Linked DNA regions of Mus musculus: region 1 is linked to region 2. A link is a contact called in public promoter capture Hi-C data. All regions are on one chromosome and are shown on one strand. The core of a region is the stretch at or near the end of the contact, and the rest is flanking DNA. Distances in the headings are between cores, read along the strand shown.

Evidence for each region. Promoter capture Hi-C pulls out the DNA fragments that hold promoters and counts their contacts.
Region 1: a contact with region 2 is called in a promoter capture Hi-C map of hippocampal neurons, with 8 times the contacts expected there. The contact joins the promoter of Cdh8 here to the enhancer-like site in region 2. A contact is called at or near these places in 2 of 39 promoter capture datasets (cranial neural crest and hippocampal neurons), 2 of 484 Hi-C or Micro-C datasets (both in cortical neurons), 2 of 115 datasets of contacts at active chromatin or transcription factors (SST interneurons and embryonic forebrain) and 1 of 9 other capture datasets (liver).

What each region holds. Positions count from the first base shown.
Region 1 is chr8:99,414,822-99,419,813 of GRCm38.p6, reverse strand. It overlaps Cdh8 (cadherin 8), which reads left to right and starts at 3,343. Exons shown (of 12, transcript NM_007667.3): 1 at 3,343-3,732. It overlaps A330008L17Rik (RIKEN cDNA A330008L17 gene), which reads right to left and starts at 3,140. Exons shown (of 5, transcript NR_132435.1): 1 at 3,037-3,140.
Region 2 is chr8:96,451,668-96,457,188 of GRCm38.p6, reverse strand. No RefSeq gene overlaps it. Among named protein-coding and RNA genes, the nearest start is that of Gm32122, 50 kb to the right of the region's middle. Within about 2 kb of position 1,663, at least 23 of the 459 cell types and tissues checked have an H3K27ac peak or open chromatin away from gene starts, as enhancers often do. A contact at or near this core is called in SST interneurons, cortical neurons and hippocampal neurons, where this site is marked.

The DNA of each region.
Region 1 (4,992 bases), core at 2,094-4,593, 3.0 Mb before region 2:
TTTTCTCCAGTCTTCTTTGCCCCACCTCTGGGTCTCTGTTAGGGATTGAACAGTTAGCTTACTGAACAGTAGACAATCACTCTCCACTGAGCTCTAATGCCATCTCCAAAGTGATATTTGATTGTGTCATTGTTCCAACATATCCTTTGCCCTCCCAGGATGAGCACTGTTCTAAAATTGTTCATTCTTAGGAAATTTGCAGAGAAGACTGTGTGTATTTCACACTGTATTTGTTTGGGCTGCTTCAGATCGTAGATACTAATTTTTTTTAATTTTTTTTTTTTACTGAAAGTGGTAACATTATAGGCTGATATCCCAATGTAAAAACCCTTCATTCACAGACTCTGCCCTCCACAGTTTTGAACCTGGTAGAATCAGAGAGAAACCTTCGAGTTCATTAGTTCACCAAAGACTAAAATAGGAGAAAACCAACCAAGCAAGCAAACTTCACTGTCATTATATCATAGTAAACATCTGCTTTTGTTTTTTGATTACTTTAGTTTAGTTATAAATGTGTGCTGAAGGGGGAACAGAGGGTAGAAGGGTGCATCTTAATTCAGCCAATAGTAGATATGCTGCCATTCCCTGTTCAAATGGAGAAAGTATAGTTATCTCTCCCCTTATTCTATGTTCCCCTTCCTTATAAGCATACTAACTGGTGGCTTTGATTAAACTTTTAAATAACTAGCCACTTCTTTGTATTGTCTCCATTAAACAAAGTTTCAGTTCATAGTGAAAACCAACAAGCATCACTTCTTGAAGCCTATCTTCATCTTACCCACTCTTCATCCCAGTGAACTCAACTGCCTATCTGGCAGTCTCTGGAGTCAGATAGGATCATCCGGCCTTCTCCAACTTTTCCCACCACTGATAAGTTTCCATTTTGTCTGTGGATGTGATTGTGCCCTACGATTATACTCTGGTCCCATCAAAGCTTTCCTCACTAATCCTTCCTAATGAAGTTCCACCAGGCAAGCAATTTGGGTCACCATTAGAAAAAGCTGGTGTAGTACCATCTTCCTCCTGGGGAACTTGTGTGACTCCAGAGAGTATGCTGAAAAGAAAACACCTTCTTGAGGAAGTACAGTCTCACCACCAAGACATTGCACTGCATTCTATTAAGTGTGGGTGGAATTGTGAAAGAGACAAATGCCTTTGCCTTTCAGCATCCCTGATTATTTTAGAAATATCCTGATAGGGCTTTTAACATTATCTTAATCCTCTTTCACACTTCTTAATCACCCAGACCTCCCTTAAGAAACTGTCAGGAAAGTCCAACTGCAGAGCTTCACATAGAGATTAGGGATGTGGATAGGGTCACCTTAAATTTCAGGGGTCCAAGAGTTAGTGAAGATAACATGCTTTGATATTGCAAGAGTAAACATGCTTCAATGACTGAAACAAATTTATAACTGAACTTGGTGACATTGGATTCTGAATCCCTTCGGCTTGTCAGCTGAGTTTTACTTTTTAGGAAAATTAGATCAGAGGATATCCTCTCTCCGGCAGTCTTTTCTTTTGAGATGACTTTGTTACTTGTGACAATCCGCAGCCTTCAGGAACATATGACCTTTTTTTCCTTCTCCTAGATGTAAGAAAGTACCCCAAGGAAAGGCTCAGACCATTTGTTCAAAGTGAAAATGAATGTCTGAAAATTAAGCACAACCGAAGGTGTGATCTATTTCTTTGTCCACTTGGGACTGTCTAGTCTAACGGCAGTTATAATTTGATTGAGTTTGACTGCTGTTCTTTTCTAAGACAGAATTAGCCAAAGCCAGAATGCCTCCTCATAAGCGAACACAGCCTTTGAATAGAGAACAAACAGCAACTGCTGGAGGGGTAAAATACCCCTTGTCCCCCACCCAAATAATTTACCAAGTTTCTTTCTTTAGTGTCCCCCACCCAAATAATTTACCAAGTTTCTTTCTTTAGTGTCCCCCACCCAAATAATTTACCAAGTTTCTTTCTTTAGGGTAACGAGAATGTGAATCAAACAGATAATAACCTGATAGCCAATGTCTTCAACTTTTTACCGTGAGAGGTTAGGTACAGCATCAAAAAGCCAAATTTGCATAAGTATTATAAGCATATTGTGCCTATTTTTCCATTCTGCTCACTGCGTCTCATTAATTCGAGTCAGACAGTACAGGCTCCACAGCCCGTGCGTCTGCTCCTCTGCACCCCTTCTGCTGCAGCTCTGTCCCCAGATGGTCAAAAACCCATCTTCAGAGCTCACGTCTAGTCTAGTGAGTCAGAAAACAGATAAACCCCTGTCTTCCATGGAAGAGAGTTTTGAAGAAAGGTAAGGGATGTTTAATTTGTCATGTATTTCACAGTGTTTAAATGACAAACAGAGATCGATGCCGCTGAATATTTCCACGTGTTAGTCTTGATGGCCACAAGAAAAGAGACCTGGGTCTATGGGTCTGTGGCCCCTATATGCATTGGCTTATACTTGGGTGCGGATTTTGATTTGTTTTGTTTAAAAAAAAAACAAAACAACTGAGTGCTTACGAAATTCTATCATTAGACTGGGCAATCCAAGGGTAGGGCATCACTTGGTAGAAAAAGGGGAGATGCAAGGACAGTACTCTCCCCCTGAGGGGGGAGGGAGGGCAGCATGTCAGAGCCACTCTGACACAGCTTTCCAGACCCTCTCTTTATGGCCACAGCAAGTTCTACCCTTTTCCTGCCCATTCACTTCTCTGCAAATCTCTCTTGACTGCCTCTACTGTCCCTTATCTCCCCCCTCCGTCCCTTCCCCCCCCCCCCCGCCTCCCAAAGGAGTAGCAACCCTAGGGCATTAGGACTGATCGACCCACCCCCATGAAACCAGTAGTTTTATCAGGCAGTGGTCTTGCAAACATGCAATTCCTTATGCAAGACGTCTTCAGAATGAGGGAAAAGGTGAATGGTCCACGCGCTGCCGCATCCTCGCCCTCCACAGAAACCAGCTTTGGGCGTCTGAGATGCTTTTCAAGATAATGTTAGCCTTGGGGCTCAGGTGAGACCTAGAGAGAGAAAGCTGGAGGGTACCTCCTGCGCATCCTTTTCTGATCTGCCAGCAGTCTTTATCCAAGAGCTTGGCGGCGCGGCGGGCTGCGCGCAAAGCTTGGAAGGGCTCATCTTCACCCGGTGACTCCGGCGGCGGAGGCGCGCTGGGCGTGCTCGTGAGCGACCAGCGAAAAGTTGTGCGCACTCTTGGTAGGAGGAAAGGGAGTGGAAACCAAGCGCGGGAGAGCGCAGGGGCAAGGCAGGGAGGGGGCGGGGTGGGGGACTGCTTACATGAATTTCCAAGTGGTAGACCTGCCTCTGAGCTCTGCCCAATGAGATCCGTCAGGGGAGGCACCCGGCTCACTTTTCCACATCACTTCACAGTTACATTTGGCAGGCAGGCGGGCTCGCAAGCCGGAGCGCTCGGCCCAGAATTAGTGGATGGATTTGGAATCTCCCTACCTCCTCCAAGCTCCGCCACTGTCACTTTGGGCATAGACCTGAGCGTCAACACCGGAGCTGTACTTTTAGGCTGTGGACGCAGAGCCCAGCGCGCCGGCTTCGCATCCCCGCACCAGGCTCCACAGCTCTGAGAGGCATGAACGCGACCCGGAGGAGATTACCCTGCGCGCGGGGATTCGTGGACATTAGCTGTTCTCGGGAACTGACCCTCAGCTCCTCCAGCCATTTATGAACCCAGAGTCTTGAGGCTTTTCCGCATCCCGGAGCCCGACCTGAGTAAGTACTATCCCCTATCCGCGTACGCCTCCGGGCGGGGAAGAGCCGAGGGGATTGCTTCCTTTAGGAATTCCCACGCGCCCTCACTCACCATACGCACCTGGGGGATGGAGGAACGCTAGCACTGATAACCCTCCGAGCCGCATCTCCTTTCGTTGCTTCTGTAGCTGATGGGGTTGCCTTCTACCTAACCTGTTTTGCAAACTGCTCTCGGAGCCCCATTTTGCCCACCTCCAGTTCCCGCGCCACCCGTTCCTTCTTTGCAGTCGCTTGTCGGTTTCACCCTGGAGACGCAGGCAGGCGCTGCTGCAGCGGTGCGCCTTCACTGCGGGGTCGGTGCGGTGAAAGGGAAATACTCGCCTCCTGCCCAGAGGAGGCAGCGAGCTCGAGAGGAAAGCGCGTTGAGAGGCTAGAGGAGCAGGTTCCTTGTTTTCCGCATGTCCCCACCTCTTAGTCGTGGGAGGGCGACCTCCTCGGTTGGGCCGAGGGCTACCGCTCTGCTGCGAAAGCCCCAGCGCCAGGATTTTCCACAAGTGTCTGTTCCAGCCCGGGGGCGCGGTGCCAGCTGCAAACTTGCGGAGCTCCGGGGCCACCTAGCCACTCTGTAGTCATCAAGATGCTGCTCTGCACTGGCTTAGGACCCACAGACAGACCAGTCAGTAGCAGCGAGCCCGCATCCACAGCCCTCCCAAGCACCCAATGACTTCTCCCTATCCCAGAGCCCACAGTGCATAAAGATTCGCAGTGATCTCCGTGCTTAGCTTTAGCCAACCCTGGGGGTCCAGCCGCGCCCCTGCCAGACAGCAGGCGAAAGGGACTCCTGGCTATGTTCCGCCAGCGTGGTAACAGGTTCATAAGAGACCTACCCTGGTTTCCTAAGGCTCTAGCCAAGCCTGGTAAACCGGGTAAACGTGATGCCTCCGATGCTGATACCAACAGGTATCCAACAATTCCTCCGATTTTTTTCCTTCTTCCTAAGACTAAAACCTCACCTTGCCCAATGCTGTAAAATTCTCAAAGTTTTGTGGTGGTGGCCCCTTGCCTGAAGGCATACAATTTGAGACACGACAGTGACTAGCCTGTTAGCCTCCTGAGCGGAGATGGCAGCTGTTAGCTTGGATGGCTAAACGTAAGAAATCAAACAACATTAATTGTTTATTGTCGTAAACGCACAACATTAGTCTGTAATGGAAAATCAGGCTGGCAGCTGCTCACTTCATCTCCAATTAAAGGGCAGAGCTTATAACCAAGCAACTGGGA
Region 2 (5,521 bases), core at 414-2,913:
GTGGTGCTGATGATGTCACGCTCAATGCACTTCCTGCCTGTCATAAAAGTTTACCATATGTAATTATTCCCAAGAAATAATATTTTATGCTGATAAGTTAATAGTTTTTATTGTTAGAGAATACTCTTATTACAAAATGGTACACTATGAAATATCTGCATTAGTCAGAAATGTCTCATGTTTTCCCCACTTCTTTCTTGAATCGCAAGGCCATATAGAATGATTGACCTAAGCTTAATGTTAGTGATATGTTCACTCCGATTCTAAACAACAAAATTATCTAAGCACACACTTGCTAAAACATATCACAGTAGTTCAACCCATGGCCATATCTGTAATAGTTTAGCATAATTAGTGTTAGGATTTCTCAGTACAAATAAAAGGCTTGTCTTATTTTCCAAGATATTGTATACAGTGTGCAATAAGTAAGTAAAAAAAGTAAGTACAAAATCAACACATATCCTAGTCTGCATTGTCATCTGACTTCCCATAACAGCTTTTGGAGATCTAAAGGCCCAAGGGATAAAGACAGCAGTTAGTCATTTAGCCTGGCCTTCTGAAGATCTCCTGGACAAGTTCTTTAAACATATGGCTCTGTTGATCACTGCTGAAATCCAGAAGTGAGCTACTTTCTGTAGGTCAACCTAGGATTCTTTATGCAGTATCTAGAGGATTCCCAACTGTAAGAGAGGAAGGAAGCCGCCAATGTTCAAGTACATTTTGTATCTGTATTTGTGTCAGAGATTTCTCACTCCCTATACCAGAACACACAACTTAAACAAAACCGCCTGAGGAACACCCAGAGTCACAATTACAGAGAGATGTGAATGAATCAAAGACTGATTCAGCATCGCGGCTAATTTTTTTTTCTTTCACTGCAGATTCTTCTATCTTAGGTGGCATGTTGCTTTTCTCCAGATGCTCCCACGACTGCTGACACATGAACTTTCCTCTCTTGAGCAATAATAAATGTAGCTCCGGCTGTGCCCATTAACACTGGGAATGAATTGCTCTTGAGAGCAAGTCATGGTGAAGGGACGATCTTAGATTCTGAGCCTTCCAGTCATTCTCCAGGAGCAAAAGAACTCACTGTACGAGATTTTAGCAGGCAGCTGCTGTACTGTCAAAGCAAACATATGTGCAATACTTGAGATGAGTTGATTCACTCCCTCCCTTTCCTCGGCCTCCTCCCTTAGCCTCTGATTGAATAAATTTGTCAAAACAAAGTGCCCACTTGCAGCGATGGCTCCTCAGTTACCAATTCCCAATACAACTTTTGGTAAAAGCTTATTAAAAACAAAACTGTGTCCTTTTAACCAGCTCCCTCTCCTTGTCCGCACACACTTAATCTCTTTATGCAGGTTTCTCTTTCCCCCAGAATTTACAGGGGGTATTTACAGTATTAAGTCCCTTAATCCAACTTCAACTGACCATGTCAGCCTGTGTTCACAAGCTTATTTTAGAGCCCCCCCTCTCCCCCCCCCCCCCCGCCACCCACACACAGAAGGATATGTTTACTAGGATGCTGTTCCCCAGGGATGCGCTCAGCACATCTGTAATTCTAAGGAGAGTGTAATGAGGAAAAACCGGTGCCACTCCGAATGGCTCACAGCTGTTCTGGAAGCTGATAAATAAGATGCTCGACAGGAGATCCCTAATTGGAGCCAGTTTTTCTTAAGTGGCTACACAATGCGGTGCAAGCCTGGGTGCAGGAATGCTGAAAGTGTTGTTCGCATGTAGCTTAGTTTGTCTTGTAAACAGTTCTAATTTCAAACGGTAGAGCCTTCTGTTTCTCTTCAAAGGGGGAAACTGTTCACTTCATGTATTTTTTTTCCACGCTAATTAAAGGCAAACGAGCATTACTTTCCCCAGTGTTTCATGCTCGGCAAAATCTCCCGCCGTTGGTACCTGTCGTTTTCCTTCCTCAGCCATTTTTTCCCCTTCCTCCCTTCCTGTTCTATTGCTTCACTCTTCTTTCTTCCCTCCTCTTCTTTCTTTTCTTCTCTTTTCTCCCCAAATACATTCTCCTTTTGCATCACTTTCTCCCGCCCTTCCTTCCTATCTTCAGAGGCACCTATTGGATGCTGAAGTCAAAAACTCTGTGTTAACGTTTCTTCGGACACTGACCATAAAGCCCTAATATGGGGATTTACTTGCTGGGTGAGCATCCCCATAGCCTTTTGATTTCCTCTGAGAAAGAACCAAATACCCTTGCAACAAGCAAAGAAGAGATTTCACTTGCTGTTGCAAAAGCAACTGGCAGGGCTTTTCTTTTCTGGGCACAATACCTCCTTTACATTTAGGAAGAAAACGCCATTCCTGGGAGAGTCCCTATCTACCTCATTTACTACCTTTTTGTATCTTGACCTTAGAATCGGCCTCTAGCAGACAGTTTTTAAGCCTCACCTTACTCTTTAAAAACTACTAAGATGACCAAACTATTGTATAAAACTCTCCATGTTCCTGTGTTTAAGGATATTTGCAGCATAATTCATCTTTCCTTCCTCAAATGGAGCCTTTCACTAGTTCGCACTTAAACATAATAAGAATTCCTTCCACCATTGCGTGTGTTTGCTTTATAAATAGCAATCGTCCACTATGACTGTTTCCAGCTTTCCCTAAGAAACAGAATCTAGCCATTACATCCACAGCATTTGAATCCCTCACTTCTGGATGTGAAGTACAGTTCAGAGTCTCAGTGTTGAAACTTACACCACAATCAAATTGTACTTCAATAAGCCGAACAATTTTGTCTCCTAAGTATACAATGGAGCAGCGATACTTGCTTGAGTCCTACCCACTCGTGTTGGAGAAGAAGTAGGACACTGTTTCTGCACACATATAGATATGCCCACGATTTGGGGGCAGAATGAGGCTCTCTGAGGGCATGTGACTCCTGACGTGAATCTAACATCATGCATGGCAAGGGGACCACCCTTTGTGTTTCCAGAGCTCCCCATGTGGAAACACTGCAAAGGGTAGAGAACAAACCCAACTTCAAAGCTGAAGCAGAGTATGAAGGATTCATCCAATCTTCAGTTCTTAAAGTACCATTCAAGCTCCCAACGCTACAAAATGCTAACGAGACAGAGAAGAAACACTTACACCATGCCTTGAGAGATTCAGTCTTGTGAACCAAGCCCTAAAAACAGCTACTCAAAGAGAGAGAAAATAGAGCTGACATACGCAGGTCTTCAAGGTTACTGCCAGAGTAGGTACTTCTGGTTTCAGAGACAATCTTTTTTTTAATTTTTATTTATTTTATGTATATGAGTACATTGTTGCTGTCTTCAGACACACCAGAAGAGGGCATTGGCTCTAAGCCACGATATGGTTGCAGGGAATTGAACTCAGGTTAAGCCAGTGCGCTTAACCACTGAGCCATCTCTCCAGCCCTCAAAAACAATTCTCGATAGCAATAAATTTTAAGCACCTTCCCATGACCTCTGTGTCTCTCCCGAAAATCATATTAGACACTGTTGGTAGCTTTAAATACTTACCAAAACTAGTGGTTTGTTCTCTGTTGTGTCTGTATCGCTCAGCCCTGTGGGAAATGTTTACAACCCTAATAGAAAGAAAGGGCATTCTGGATCCTGAAAAGATGCTGACTTTTTGATCTTGCAGCAAAGAACCAAGAGTAAGAACCAAGAACCAAGGATCCTCAGCACTGTATTAAAGAGATCCAGTTTTTTAGCTGCTGAGATGTAGAAGTCTAGACAGATCTAAAAAGCAGGTTCCTGATGAAAAACGCGCCTGTAGCCATAACAGTCAAAGAAGAAAGAAAATCCAGAGGAGCAGGAATTGTCATATTCCACTCTTACAATAATCAATAGCCTCAAATATAAAACTCATTTCTTCTCTGAAGGCTACACAGCACTGCAAGAGATCTTCTTTGACATATTCTTCTCAGAGGAATGTTACAGAGGAATTTCAGAGAACTAAGTGTTCTCTGACAGATTATTTCAAATCTGAAAAGAGGAACTATTGCTTCATCACTAAAACAAACCAAAAAAAAAAAAAAAAAAGACTAGACTGACTAATGCAGCACAACAGATGAAGATTAAAAAATTGTTGTCAATTGTGTAATTCTATAGGGGTTAGAGAGATGGATCATTGAGTGACGTGTTTGCCAGACAAGCATGAGAAAATGATTTTGAATTCCAAGTAATAGATAAAAGCTGGGCATGGTAGCAGCATGTATCTGAAACACCAGTGCTGGTGTGGATGTTGAAGCAGATGGTTTGAACTTGGGGGTTCCATGTCTAGCCAGTCCAGTCAAAATGACAAACTCCAGGTTCAGTGAAAGATTTTGGCTCAAAAGATAAAGTGGAGAGTGATAGGAAAGGACATTAACAACCTCTGGCATCTGTGGATAAGAGCATCCACATACACTACACAAAACCTATGATATATATATATCTCCTATGATATGTGATATATACCCAACTTCTTCTGGTCTCTATATACATATATCATATATCATAGGTTTCAAATATATATATATATATGGAGAAGAGTGTATATATATATACACTCTTCTCCATTTGTAAATGAGAACACTGAAGCTAGTAAAGAATAAATAACATGGATGAAAGGAATAGCTAATAAGAAGCAATACACATATTTGAATATTTTGCTTTATGAAGTTACATGAGGGCCACAGTCTGTCTTTAATAAAACAGCAAAGCAAAAGCCAGATCCACTTTAACATCCTCTGATGAGTTAAAATTAAAACAAGAACACAAGGACATCCATTATTAATTGCACGTTCATTCATTTTTTATTTGGGCAGACATAATCAAAAGCCAAGTGGTGACTTCCTTGTGTACTCATTTTTTTAATACTGTGCTCAAACCTCTTTTAATAATGTAAATATTTATTATGGGCATCCCGGGAGAATCAAAGGTGCTCAACGAAGGGATTTCTAAATATCACGATCAACTGCCGAGGGAAAACACCAGGATACTTCTACTGTTTAAAGGGTCAGAGCCACGGGGTCTGTCAAGAGGGTCACTCCACACAAAAACAAGGCAGAAGGTTATCCAGTTTCTAGAATAAAGTAGCAGCAGGTATAATCCTCACCAGCAGAGCCAGAGGAGGCATGGGGGGAATTTCTCCAGGGTAACAAAAATTACATCCCACGCCTGAAATGGCACCAAAGAAAGCTAGTACACAGTGGGCTTGAATGCTGTTGAGAATTTTGGTTCCCAAAATGCTGTTTCCTATACAACCTAATTCAATGTAAATATTTATTTACTACTACATTACAAAACATCATACTAGATTCTGGGAATTTTTTTAATAAATAAAATTGGTTCATCCCGAAGAATCTTATTTGGGTAATACAGGCAGAAGTTCATATCACTGGAGGACTTGTGCACTGTGCTAAGTACTTTGGACTTCATTCTGGGAGAAAAGCTACTTAATTAAGTAAAAAAAACGTATAGCCACATGTATGTGTATACAATGTGTGTGTGTGTGTGTGTGTGTGTGTGTGTGTGTGTGTGTGTGTGTATAATGT